2 separate regions of the Rattus norvegicus genome follow, and region 1 is linked to region 2. A link is a contact called in public Hi-C data. All regions are on one chromosome and are shown on one strand. The core of a region is the stretch at or near the end of the contact, and the rest is flanking DNA. Distances in the headings are between cores, read along the strand shown.

Region 1 (5,987 bases), core at 2,538-5,037, 45 kb before region 2:
CCAGATGGTTCTGACATAAGCATACCGGTGTAGAAGATGTTAGTAAGGTTTCTAGTGTGGGATGACCTGATGCCTGCCTGCTTTAGAGGGCAGTGTGGTGACTAGGGCCTCGTTCCAAACACATATTGCAAAGGTCCTTGGAGATCAGGCCAATGGAAAAGTCATCTGTTTGTCATGTGTTACCATAGCAACAATAGCGCAAAGCATCATTTACTCCTATAAGAAAAGTCTCCCTTGTAGGAGACATTACTTAGAGAAAGATCACCTTGTCCTGAGGAGACCAAATGTTGGAAGAGCAAAACGGGGTCAGCAGGCTTGCCAACATCTATCCACACCTCTCCAGCCCTCACTGCTGGTGAGCACACCCTAACTGCCCATTACGGAAGGCATGAGTTTGCCTCAGGCGGACAGTGGAAGCCTGAAAGACAGACATTTCCACATAAGGAAAACCCCCCTAAAACACCTCAGCATAAACCTCAACGATCACCCCTCTGTCCACGACAGCCTTCCCTGAGGTCTACAGGCAGCCTTCATCTATGGGAAGCTAAACAAGCCTTATCTCTATACTACAGAGCCCATCTCTGTCACCAAAATCAATTTTATTTTCAGCATGACCTTATTTCCTTTGCAGTGGTGGGGCTTTGTGATGCCAGGCAAATGGCTTTACCAGAGCCACACCCCCCCCAGCCCGATTATCTTTATGGTTTGTAAATCTGTTGACCATCTCATCTGATTTCCTAGCAGCCTGGGAGGCGGGGTTGGCTTTGTCATTCCCATTTTACAGGAGAGAAAACAGCCGGCCACTCAGGACTTCAGAGTAGGCATAAATGCTTGACATAAAAAGGATTTGCAATGTACCTAAGAATGCCTAGGTTTGCTTGAATCTGTTGTCTCCCAGGTGACACTGACTAGAAATCACTCAGGTAGGGTTCCTGGCAGAGAAAGGTCGAGGAGCTTGAGGCTCAGCTGGTGATCTGTGGGTCATAGAACCCACATAACCTGGGGCTCCCGACAACCAACAACAAAGGGAGGGGTGGCATTAAGGTTAATTAAGCTCTGACTACATACCAGACATTAATCTGCAGGTATCAAATCTACCCAAGATTCCTTTTAACATACCCATTTCACAGACAAAAACAAGGCACAGAAAGGTGATCTAATGCCAGGAACCTAACCTCTTGTTCCCTTGGCACAGAGGAGGTACCATGCACAGGAGAGCCCCGCCTGGGGAGGCTGCCACGAAGGAACCTGGATAAGATTTCCAAAGTTTGCACTAGGGCCACATTCTCCACATTGTCCCCCAGAACAGGAAAAAGTGTCAGGATCCAATCCTAAGCCTCTACAGACAGCCAGGTCGCTCTCAGATTAGCCTAGGTTGGATTTTTTTTTTTTTTTTGGACTGTGTTTATCGATGTAACACTGGCTGATTTGCCTGGAGCTGTCTAAGAAAAATCAGAGAGGCAAAGAGCTTCAGAGGAAATACCGCAAATTAAAGACATGTGGGAGGCAGCCGTTTGAGTAAAGGCACAAACCTAACGGCTGTGATTTGTCTTTTAAAGAATATTGAATGAAACGGGATCCTCACTGCTGTGAATTGATCCCCTCCCCCACTTTAAACTACCCTTTCTGGGATGGTACAGGTCAGCTTTTAGAGATTGGTCGATCATACGGTTATCTTTTTTTTCCCCTCTGTGTTCTTTCAAGGAAGGGTGCACAGAAGAAGCTGGATGAAGCACTCAGGCAGGGAGAAAATGACAGTGTGACAGTGTGGGGTCTGCTCCATACTGCGAGCTAAAGGGGCTGGGAGAGCACCGCTGTCAACAGCCGCCTGGAGAAACCACTTATCTCATTCACACTGAATAAACCATCTCATCACCATAGAGCTCAACCACAAGAAATTGAACAGTGAGTTCTAGGGTTTCTCACACCGTCTCTCCTCAAAGTCACATCCCCAACCCCAGAGATGGGACTAATATGTTGACCACACGTGTTGTGACCTTCCACATCTGCACTCCTTGGTCTTTAATAAGGCCGGCCCGCCTAGGACAGTGGCTCTTTGCACCGTTCTTTGTCTGTGAAATGGGGACAGGATGGCTTCCTCATGAAGTGAGCGTGCAAGCCAAATGGGTGAATGAACTGCTTGGCAACACCCGGCAAGCATTCCCAGGGTTCTAGTTAGTAATACTATTCGGAAAAAAAATAAACATTTGGGTGGGGAAACAACCTGCAGGCTTCCCACCATCTGCACGTTCCACAGCTTTGAATTATGAAGCTGTTGTATGTGAAGTGAAAACCAATGACAGAATACACTTGAAAGGCAGTTCTTACAAAAGGTGGGGAAATCTGCTTCTAACTCACTTCGGGTGAGGGCAAAGCCGGGAGGATCTCACTGTGTCCCCTTCTGCTGCAGAGGGAACCTTTCTAATGCAGGATTGCCAGAGACCTGTGAACCCTTCCTCACCTTGGCTATGACAGGCTGCTCTGGGCATATTTTGGGGAGGCAAGGTCCAAACATCCTCTGGGGTCTTTTGATCCCGTAGCAAGCATCTTACTTTATAAGGCTTTAATTATTAATAAATAATTAGAACCAGGTTCTCATATAGCCCAGGCTGGTTTCAAACTCCCTATAAAGCTGAGGATTGTACTATGATTCTATTTCCTCTACCTTCTGAGCACCGGGGTCACCAGCACAGCTTTACATGGTGCTGGGGATTCTTTTCAGGATTTAGTGCCTGGAGTTCGCTGGCCACTGACCTACAGTCTCAGCCTCCTTACAGGGTTTTAAATGCTGAAATATCAGACAGAAAGATTCACAAGGAGGCAGCAGTGTCCGGGACACCTGGGTACTTCGGTCCGCTCTGTCAAACAGACTGCACCCGGTAGCTGGGAGTAGACGCTGCGAGTGGAAACACACACACACACACACACACACACACACACACACACACACACACACACACACACACTCACGCACACCTGCGAGCTTCACGGCGGCAATTCTCTCCCACCACCCAGACACCGGGAGTGGGGGAGGGGACACTCGTCCCCTCCCCCCAACCCGCGCTTATGTCCAAGAATCTACTCAGGAAACTGGTTACACTCAGGTGTCACTCCCGCCTTCTCTGACAGGGACACCAAGACTCCCAGGGAAGCTCATTAACAGAACAATTAATCCGCACAAAAAAATCACAAACCCACCCAACACCGAGGAGAGCTTCAAGTCGAAGGCGAAGGGTGCGGGCGCGCAACGTGGGCTCCCGCCCCCGGGACACGAAATATGCTAAGGCTAGGACCACCAGGGGACAACCGGCGCTCAGGAGGCTTTGGAGAAGCCGGATCGGCGACCGGCAGGTAGGCAGGAGGGCGTGGGCACCGGCGAGCAAACGCCGCGCAGAGTAAAGTTCAAGCCGGATCTCATGGCCGGGCGGCCACCTCGCTAAGACTGTCCCCCCCTCGCTTCACAGTTCTCGGTGACTCCGGGTGGCTCGTACACTCCCACCCACTCCAAGCACCCGCCTCTCTTCTGCTCTCCCAAGCGGACTCAAGAGCACCACAGAAATCTTTCTAGAGCGGGCCCGGGGACATCGAGTGTTGCCTACGTACCCAGCGCTAGCAGAGCGAGCTGTCCGGCCGCGGGGACCATCTTCCGAGCGCAGGGCGCTGCAGCCACCGCGCTCTTTGCGGTTGGCGAGTGGCCGCGCGCCGCCGCGGTGTGCGCGGGGGAAAAAGGCGCAGGCGACAGGGCCGGCCCCCGGCGCGCGGGCGGAGGGACGACCGCGCCTCCCGGTGGCACTGGCCAGCGCGCTGCCCGCGGCGGAAACGGGAAAGAGGTGGAGGTTCCCGCCACCTCTCTGCCTTAGGCGACCGGGGCGAGGCGGACCACCCTCCCGCGTTGGGGCGCCCCCGAAGGCGCAGGGGTGGGGACTGGGAGCCGGGGGCGGGGACCTGCGCCCCGATCGCGACAGCCAGTCACCACCCTGGGCCAAGGGCCAGGCAGGAAGCGCCGGGCTTCAGACACCTCCCTGCAGTGCTCGCGCCCAGGGTCGCCGCCCGAGTCCCCTGCGCAGTAGCCGCGTCCAGGCTGTAGGCGGCAGAGCGGAGTCGCCCAGGTTAGTCACCTGTGCTAGGGGCTTCTCCACGACACTCTTGAGCAGGAGCCTGGAGACCCACGAGCTTAGCCAGCCACCTGGGAAGACTTGACCAAGAAAAGCTTTCTCCATAGTCAGCCAAATACTCATTTAAGTCGAATTTCCACCTGTGTCCCCATCCATGCCAGCCCCGGGACACCTGCCACCAACTAGGGGCAAAGCCACTCTGCGTCCCCAGATACATTGTGAAGATCAGGGAATCTCTGTCTACCATGAACTTAATCACGCATCAACCCTTCTGTCCCACTGCTTCGGGGATACAGGAGTCGGAATAAGAACTGGCTTTGATACAATTAAGTGCGGAACAAAAGAGGAGCGGGCGGTGGGGGTCAGCTAGCTGGCCTGTTCAGAGGTTGTGTCTTTGAGATGGCCCCTGAATCTGAACTAGGCAGAGGAACACAAGAAGGGGGAAGGCTTCTTTGGGTAGAGAAAGGATGGTTCGTGGGTATTGGGGGATGGGGCATACATAGGGGACAGTAACCCCAGAGAGACCACGACTAGCCAGAGTCTAGCCTCTCCTGCTTCCTGACATCTAACTGCTCCAGAGAAGACCCACTCTCTCCTAGCAGGCGGAGCCTTGGTGGTAGGGTGTGTTGGCCTTGGGATTCTCTTGCCGACTTCTTAGATGGATGCTCAAAGTCTCAGGGATGAAAATCTCAGTTTATTGTAAGAACAGAGGACCTTAATTCCAAAAGAAAGCCCAAGCCATTGGCCCAACGTGTGGGTACTGGGTTAATTAACCATCTTTCTGTTGCTGAGACAAAATGCACACAGAAATCAACTTAAAAGCAGCTTTGGTTTTCTGTTCTAGTTCATGTTCACTTGGACGGCCCTGTAGCTTTGGGTCTGTGATGAGGAAGGACAAAATAGGGGGGAGCATATATCTGAGCTCAAAAGCAGGGAAGGGGGGGTCCCAATATCCCCTTGAAGGATACACTCTCGGCGTTCTAACTTTCTCCAGGGCCCCACCGACTGAAGTCTCCACCATCTCTCTCTAGCGCCACCCACTGGGGGCTCAACCGAACAACAAATGAGCTTTTATGGGAAAAGCAAAAACCAAAGCCAAAAACCAAACCAAACCAAACCAAACAATAACAAAATGGTGTTAAATCCAAGCATCTTTTTGTCGTAATTAATTAATTTTATTTTGGAGACATGGTCTCACTACATAGTCTTGTCTGGCCTTGAACTCACAGAAATCTACTTAATTCTACTTCCAGAGAACTGAGGTTAAAGGCCTGCAGAGCCACACCAAGCTCCAAGCGCCCTTTTTGGAAAAAAAAAAATTATATTGCTTGTGTAAGTGTTTTTTTTTCTTTTCTTTTTTTCGGAGCTGGGGACCGAACCCAGGGCCTTGTGCTTGCTAGGCAAGTGCTCTACCACTGAGCTAAATCCCCAACCCGTGTAAGTATTTTGACTGCATGTAGTACATGTATATCTGGAGTCTGATCCTCTGGAATTCTATAGTACATGATCGTCTGGCATCTGACCCCCTGAAACTGGAGTTACAGACAGTTACATATTCCTATGTGCTGAGATCCTTTGCACGGTAACAGGGGCTCTTACCCACCGAGCCATCTCTCGGGTCCCACATAAGAGGAACATTTAAGATCTGCACCATAACATGGGGTGGTCCATTATAAAGAGAATAATTTGAAAGCGGTGTGAGTTTACATAGAAAACCATCACCGATTAGAAACTATTGTACTCCCTTCTCCCGATGCTAGTGAGGTTTCCCTGACAGTCATTTTCTCCATCCACTGCATAGAACTTTCCTATGGCCTTCAGCACGTGGGCTCACTTCCTTCATTTTGGTCTGGTCCTGTCCTGGGACTTGCC
Region 2 (5,933 bases), core at 283-2,782:
CCTTCCTGACACTTGGCAAAATTGTCTAGAGACACTGGAGAATGTATGGTCTGAATGCTGAGGGAGACTCGGAGGGGCAGAAGTAGAGAGATGTTGCATGGGCTGTGTCTTAGGGCTCTGTGTCCAAAGGAGAAAGCTGGGCAAGGAAGGCGCATGTGTGCGTGCGTGCGTGTGTGCGTGCGTGTGCGCAAGCTACCTTTTGCACTTGTTTGGGGTTTGAGAGACTTTGATATGCTATGATGAAGAAAAAGAGCCTAAAGAGAGAGGCAGTTTGAAGATATAGAAGTATAAGAGGAGTTGAGTGTAGAGCCGTGGCCAGTGTGGATCGTGGGGGAAGGGGCTTCCCCATAAGTGCAGCCTCTTAGTACAAGCCCTTAGACTTGAAAGGGAATGGTCCAGAAATACATCACAATGGACCACTTTTCATATGAAGTAAGCTCAGAGCTCATCAGAGGATTACAGAGAGCAGGCGGCACTGCCTCCCTGTCTGTCCCCCCAAGACCCCCGCAGCTGGAGTCAGTGTCTGTCTTGGGTGTTCTCAGTTCATCCTAGGGTTGCCAGGTTACAGGCAGTCTGCCATGTGACTGAGCTCTCCTATCAGAAGAGAGTGTTCTCGAGTCCCAGGAGGATGAGGAATTTGGGATGGGGACCATGCTAGAGACAAGGAAGATTGAACCTCCCTGAAGAACTTGGACAGTGGGGAATTCAGGGGACATGGGGACATGACTAGAAACTATAAAAAGCTGTAAACAAACAAACAAACAAAACCCCACAAGGCTCCAAATCAGGTGCCAACCACTATCGCCTTTCCTCTAGGCTGACAGTCAGCCAGCTTTGCATGTCTATGACACAAACTGCTTCGCTTTTGCTAAGTCCCAGTGCTCTCACTATTAATTAAGGACCGGTGTCTCACAGTAGGAAGGTTTTCAGGCCTCTGTTGGCTGGCCACTGGCCTCTGGCCTCTCCTGGGTAGAGCTCAGTGTTGAGTTGGAGGGCAAGTGATGGGGACTCTGGGGAGAGGCTGATGGTGGACAAGCTGCAGGGCTGTCAGTCAGGTCTAAGCACCCAGCTGAGCCTGGATCCAAGGGCTTTCCAGCTTTCTCCATGTGATTGATAAGTCAGCCTCACCCATGTTCCCACAGGTGACATGGGGAGTCAGAAGAGGTAAAAGACAGCAAGGAGAGGACATCTTTGTGATGGCACAGAGGGAATGGTTTTAATATGGAACCCTTTCTGGGAATAACTTGTTTGCAAACACCAGGGCAGGCTTACATGACTTGAGAGCTGTAAGTGCTGTGGAAAGAAAGGAAGGAATTCTGTGAATTGCCTGTAGTTCACTGCTTGGGCACAAAATCAATTGAGGTCCTGTGACAATAAGCAGTCGGGCTAGTAACCTTCCCCAGCAAAACATCGCTCATGCTGCCCAGACAATGGCCTCTTTGTGTGGCGCGCAGTCCTGGCCTCTGCGACTGTAAGAACTTCAGCCAGCTCAGCACTTGGCTTGGTGACCCAAGCGTCTTTGGGCCACATCACCAGAGACACACAGTACTGCAGATACATCCGTTGTTTGCTCCCATACACCACAACCACTGATGATTCCAGGCTGTGGGACCTTCAGGGAGGGCAAGGCTGACGTCAGCCCAGGAGGGGAGAGTCCAGGCCCAGAGAAGACGGGCTGTGTTCAAGGCATGACAGTTTCTGTGGAGGCAAGATGGATGGCCCACTCTCTGTTGAGTGGGGTTGAGTCTAGAGGGGAAAGAGAAAGCCAAACTTCATTCATTTGTTTGTGAGGAGGTTGCCAAGAAAGGCTGAGCACCACAATGAGCCGACATGGCCAGGTCGCCTTGACCATTGTCCAAGTAGACATTTGGCCTCCAAGAACTGCTGAGAAATGTAGATCTACAAGCCTTTTCTACTAGCAATCACGAACTACAGAGAGATGAGGGAATGGAACAGATTGTATATTCAAAGCTAGGTGGCTGCAATGTACCACCCTGTTCTGTTTTAAAGAAGGCCCGAGCCAGCTTGTGATGGTCAGCCTGGTGGGACTTAGAACTGCCACAGAGACAAGCTTCTGGACTCTTCTGTAGGAGGGTCTCTAGATTGGCTTAAGTGAGGAGAGGGAAACCCACCCTGAGTGTGAATGGCATCTTCTTGTGGGTTGAGTCCTGGACTGAATGAAAAGGAGGTAGTGAGTTGGGGGCACCAGCATCAATTTCTCTCCGCCTTCTCATGCCAAATGCAATGGGATCAGCTGCCACATGCTGTTGCCACCATGATGGTATGTCATGCTGTTGCCACCATGATGGTGACAACAAATGTGACCCAAATGACCTTTCCTTCATCAGGTTGCTTCTTATTAGGTATTTGGTCACAACAATAAGAACAGTTAACTAATTTACTGTTTATCCAGGCAAACCCAAGAGCCCAGCAAGGTCTGAAGGTCCAGGCTGCGCAAGAATCTGCCGTCGACGTCATAACAGCCTGAGCCGGCTCCTTCCTCTGCTAAAGAGGGATCAGGAAGGTTCTGCCTCCCGAGTGCTGGGATCAAATGTGTGCTCCACTATGCTTGACAACCCGAAGTCATGGTGTTCCTTAGGAAGCTGTTGTGTGGCTCTTCTGTTTACACTGGGTTCATCCATTTCCTCTTGGTTTCTTTTACAACTATTTTACTTTGTATTACTCCTGTTGTGTGTGTGTGTGTGTGTGCGTGTGCGTGTGCGTGTGCGTGTGTGTGTGTGTGTGTGTGTGTGTGTGCGCGCGCGCACGCATGCGTGTTTGCTTATATGTGTTTACTAGTTTCCTGAGTAATACATTGATTCCCTAAGATCCTAAGGAATTTTAGCATTATTTTATTTTACTTTATTTTAATATCATTATGAACTTATGGATTTAAAGCTTCACTGAGATTTTCTAGGTGTCCTGGGGAAGATTTAGGTCTGAATCACACCATTTTGTTCTTATTCAAAATGAAAGATTTATATTTTTTTATTGAAGATGCATCTGTTTATTATCTCTTTGTGACAAATTCTCACCCTGATAATTCTTTGACATGGGTAGGCTTGGTTAGGAGATCAGAAAGCACATAGAAGTAAAAATCTGGATAGCTCTTGTGACCTGACTTTTTCTGTAAGTGTCCCCCACCCCATGGGAGCTTTGTCCCTCATGAAACCAAGCTAGTCTCCTGTGAGGCTTCGTGTAAGATCTCCATCTCAGTCATTCCAAGGCAGAGAGGAGGGGAGTCCCAAAACCTGTAGGTGGATAGGTCACCAAATGAGGGATGCCAAGTAAGACTTCTAACCTCTCCAGTCTTCAGTGTCACCTGTGTACCCAGAGGTGTGTCTCCCAAAGTGATTCTAAAACCAGCAAGATGGCAATCAGGATTCACCGTCACGGTGATGAGCAGGGATTATGGCGCATGGTAAGCACCCAACTCCTTTGTCCAAAACATCTAATTCTAGTTTGAAGATTTGTTGTTTCTTTGGGATGTTTCAATAGGAAATCCTACTAGGGGTCAGGCATTGCACAATGCCTAGGAATTTCCCTCAGGAAGGGCAGAGAAAACAATCATTAATGTTTTGTTTTCAGGATGACAAAACACAAATTCTTACTGGGGGAGAGAATGCGTATAGTGCATCCCGGAAGCTGATAGGATTCTAGGATAGAGTGCCCCGCCCCCCAACCGGCTCATGTGTTGGACACTTGATTCCCAGAACATGATGCTATCTTAGAAGGTAGAGGGGAAATCTTGGTGACAGGAGAGGCTCTCCCAGCTGTGGCAGCAGGTACGAGGCTCTCTCAGCAGGTATGAAGCTGCCTGCTCAACTCTCTCTGGGATAGGGTGTGGATAGGAAGCAGGCCCCACTATAAGCTTCAGCATCCTATCTACCCAGCAACTTGCTTTTTCTAACTAGTCTGTGCTTCCCAGAGGTTCCACAACCTTCTAAATAGCATCAGGATCTGGAAACCATGCGTCCAACACATGAGCTGAGGTGTGGGTCGGGGGGGGGGGTACAGGTGTGTGTGCCCACACTCTGTGTGGCTCTTGGGAACACAAACTCCAGTCTTTGTGCTTATGTTCCAGACTCCCTTACCCTCTTCTCTCCTGAGCCACCTCCCTAGCCTGGGCTTTTTAAGTTGGAAAAGGACTTTCCATCCCCAGGAAAGTGTTTTCAATCCTGCATCTGATGCTCTTCCTGTTTCCTTGCTGAGGAACATCTTAGCTGGATAACTGACTTTCTGACTGATCCTTGAGCTGCTCATCTGTTGCCGACGGTCCCCTGGGCCTTGTGTTCTGGAATATCCTTTTGACTTAATCTGTTAGCTGTTCTTTGAATCTTTCTTAGTAATTTCCTTGTTGTCCCGTCTATGGAGGCTTGGGTCTTGTTTTTGTTCATATCTTCGCAACATCTCAGAAAGATCCTAATTAAAGACTTGGGTTTCAGGTGCTTTTGCTTCTGTGTTGAGACAATAAGGGATTTACTGCTCACAGTTCTGAATGCTGGAAAACTGACTCATGCCATTAGATTCCTGATTCATTCACAGCTATCTTTTGGCTGTGTCTTAATTGGTTGATAGACCCAGTGAGAGAGCCCTGTGCACTCTTTTGTGTAAGAACATTAATTCTAGGATGGGGAATGTCTCAGTTAATAAAGAATTTGCTGTGCATGCATGAGGACCTGGAAAGGCTTCGCATGGTGGCTCATGGCTGTAATCCCAGCGATGGGGAGGCAGAGCCAGGAGGATCTCTGGGGCCAAACCAATGAGCGTCAGGTTAAGTGAGAGACCCTGCCTCAAAACATAAGGTGGAGACCAACTGAAGACACCTGAAGCTAATCTCGGTCTACACACACACGTACACACACACACACACACACACACACACACACGTGCGCGCGCACACATAGGGGGACAAATATTCAGTGTCTCATCTATGAATGAGTCTCAGTCATTCCCCAGAGCTTCTACAACCTGCCTGTGTGCTGAGGACCCAGGAAATGGCGTCTATTGATACAGCTGCTTTAGTTGAGCCTACCCCTGCATTAGTGGAGATCCTGAGACTCAGCTTGTGAAGGGTTAATTACAAGTGGGGGTTCTGCTCTGCCTTGAGTAAAGAAAGCAAGGGAAAGGCAAGAAGCCAGGAAGCCCTTATGCAGCCCCCAGCAGTACGTCTTGCTTCCCCAGAGGTTGCAGAATTGCTCCTTGTTCAGCTCTCCAGAGGCTGAGGGGCTTCCAGTGAGCACTGTCCTAGCATTAAAGCCAGGTGTGAGGGAAACGCAACCACATCCTGGGCTCAGGTGATTCATATACCATGAAACCGCTTCTGGGAATATTCTGCTGACTCAGCAGAGAGGAGTGATTAGCTTGGTCTCCCTGGTGCTTGTCAGAGCTGGACAGGTCAGCCTGATGTCACTTGTGGAAGCTGGGAGGAAAACCACAAACATTCCAGGACCTGGTGTACACAGTAGCATGTGTGTGGGGTTGGGGGTGGGGGTAGGGTGCACATGTGCTCAGGCCTGGGGTTCTGAGGGGCTTGCCTGACAGCTGGCAGGGGGAGTTTTCTGTACCTTGCATATACATGAGGTCTGGACTGCTGTGAGCCACTGCCTCATGGGTAAGGCAGAGCAGGAGGCTTGCCCCTGGCACACCAGCAGGGAATACTTGAGGGGTCTCCTGGCATCTGTGTGCTTTGTTCTGGTTTTTTTGTGGGGTGGGGATCTGAAAATATAAAGGGAAGAAAACTACTTTTCCTCCCAGTTTCTTCCCACATCCATACCCAACCCAGCCCTGTGACCTCAGACCAGGGTGTCATGGTGATAGAAAGACGAGATTTCCTTTTACCATAGGGGATGATGTGAGGAAGACACTTTCAGTTCAATAGCTACTGAGAGATGGTGACGTGATGATTGAGGGATGGGGACATTGATGACGTG

What was found. Hi-C and Micro-C count contacts between places; a contact is called where the count stands out from the background.
Region 1: a contact with region 2 is called in a Hi-C map of Schwann cells, with 2.1 times the contacts expected there. The contact joins the promoter of Tgfa here to the enhancer-like site in region 2. A contact is called at or near these places in 5 of 12 Hi-C or Micro-C datasets (the A7r5 cell line, Schwann cells, hepatocytes and 2 more) and 1 of 1 datasets of contacts at active chromatin or transcription factors (oligodendrocytes).

The regions. Positions count from the first base shown.
Region 1 is chr4:120,173,519-120,179,505 of GRCr8, reverse strand. Tgfa (transforming growth factor alpha) reads right to left here and starts at 3,787. Exons shown (of 6, transcript NM_012671.2): 1 at 3,604-3,787. The coding sequence starts at 3,643.
Region 2 is chr4:120,126,055-120,131,987 of GRCr8, reverse strand. It overlaps LOC134486809 (a long non-coding RNA gene), which reads right to left. Exons shown (of 2, transcript XR_010066202.1): 2 at 1,191-1,746. Among named protein-coding and RNA genes, the nearest start is that of Tgfa, 47 kb to the left of the region's middle. Within about 2 kb of position 1,532, at least 49 of the 93 cell types and tissues checked have an H3K27ac peak or open chromatin away from gene starts, as enhancers often do. A contact at or near this core is called in Schwann cells, where this site is marked.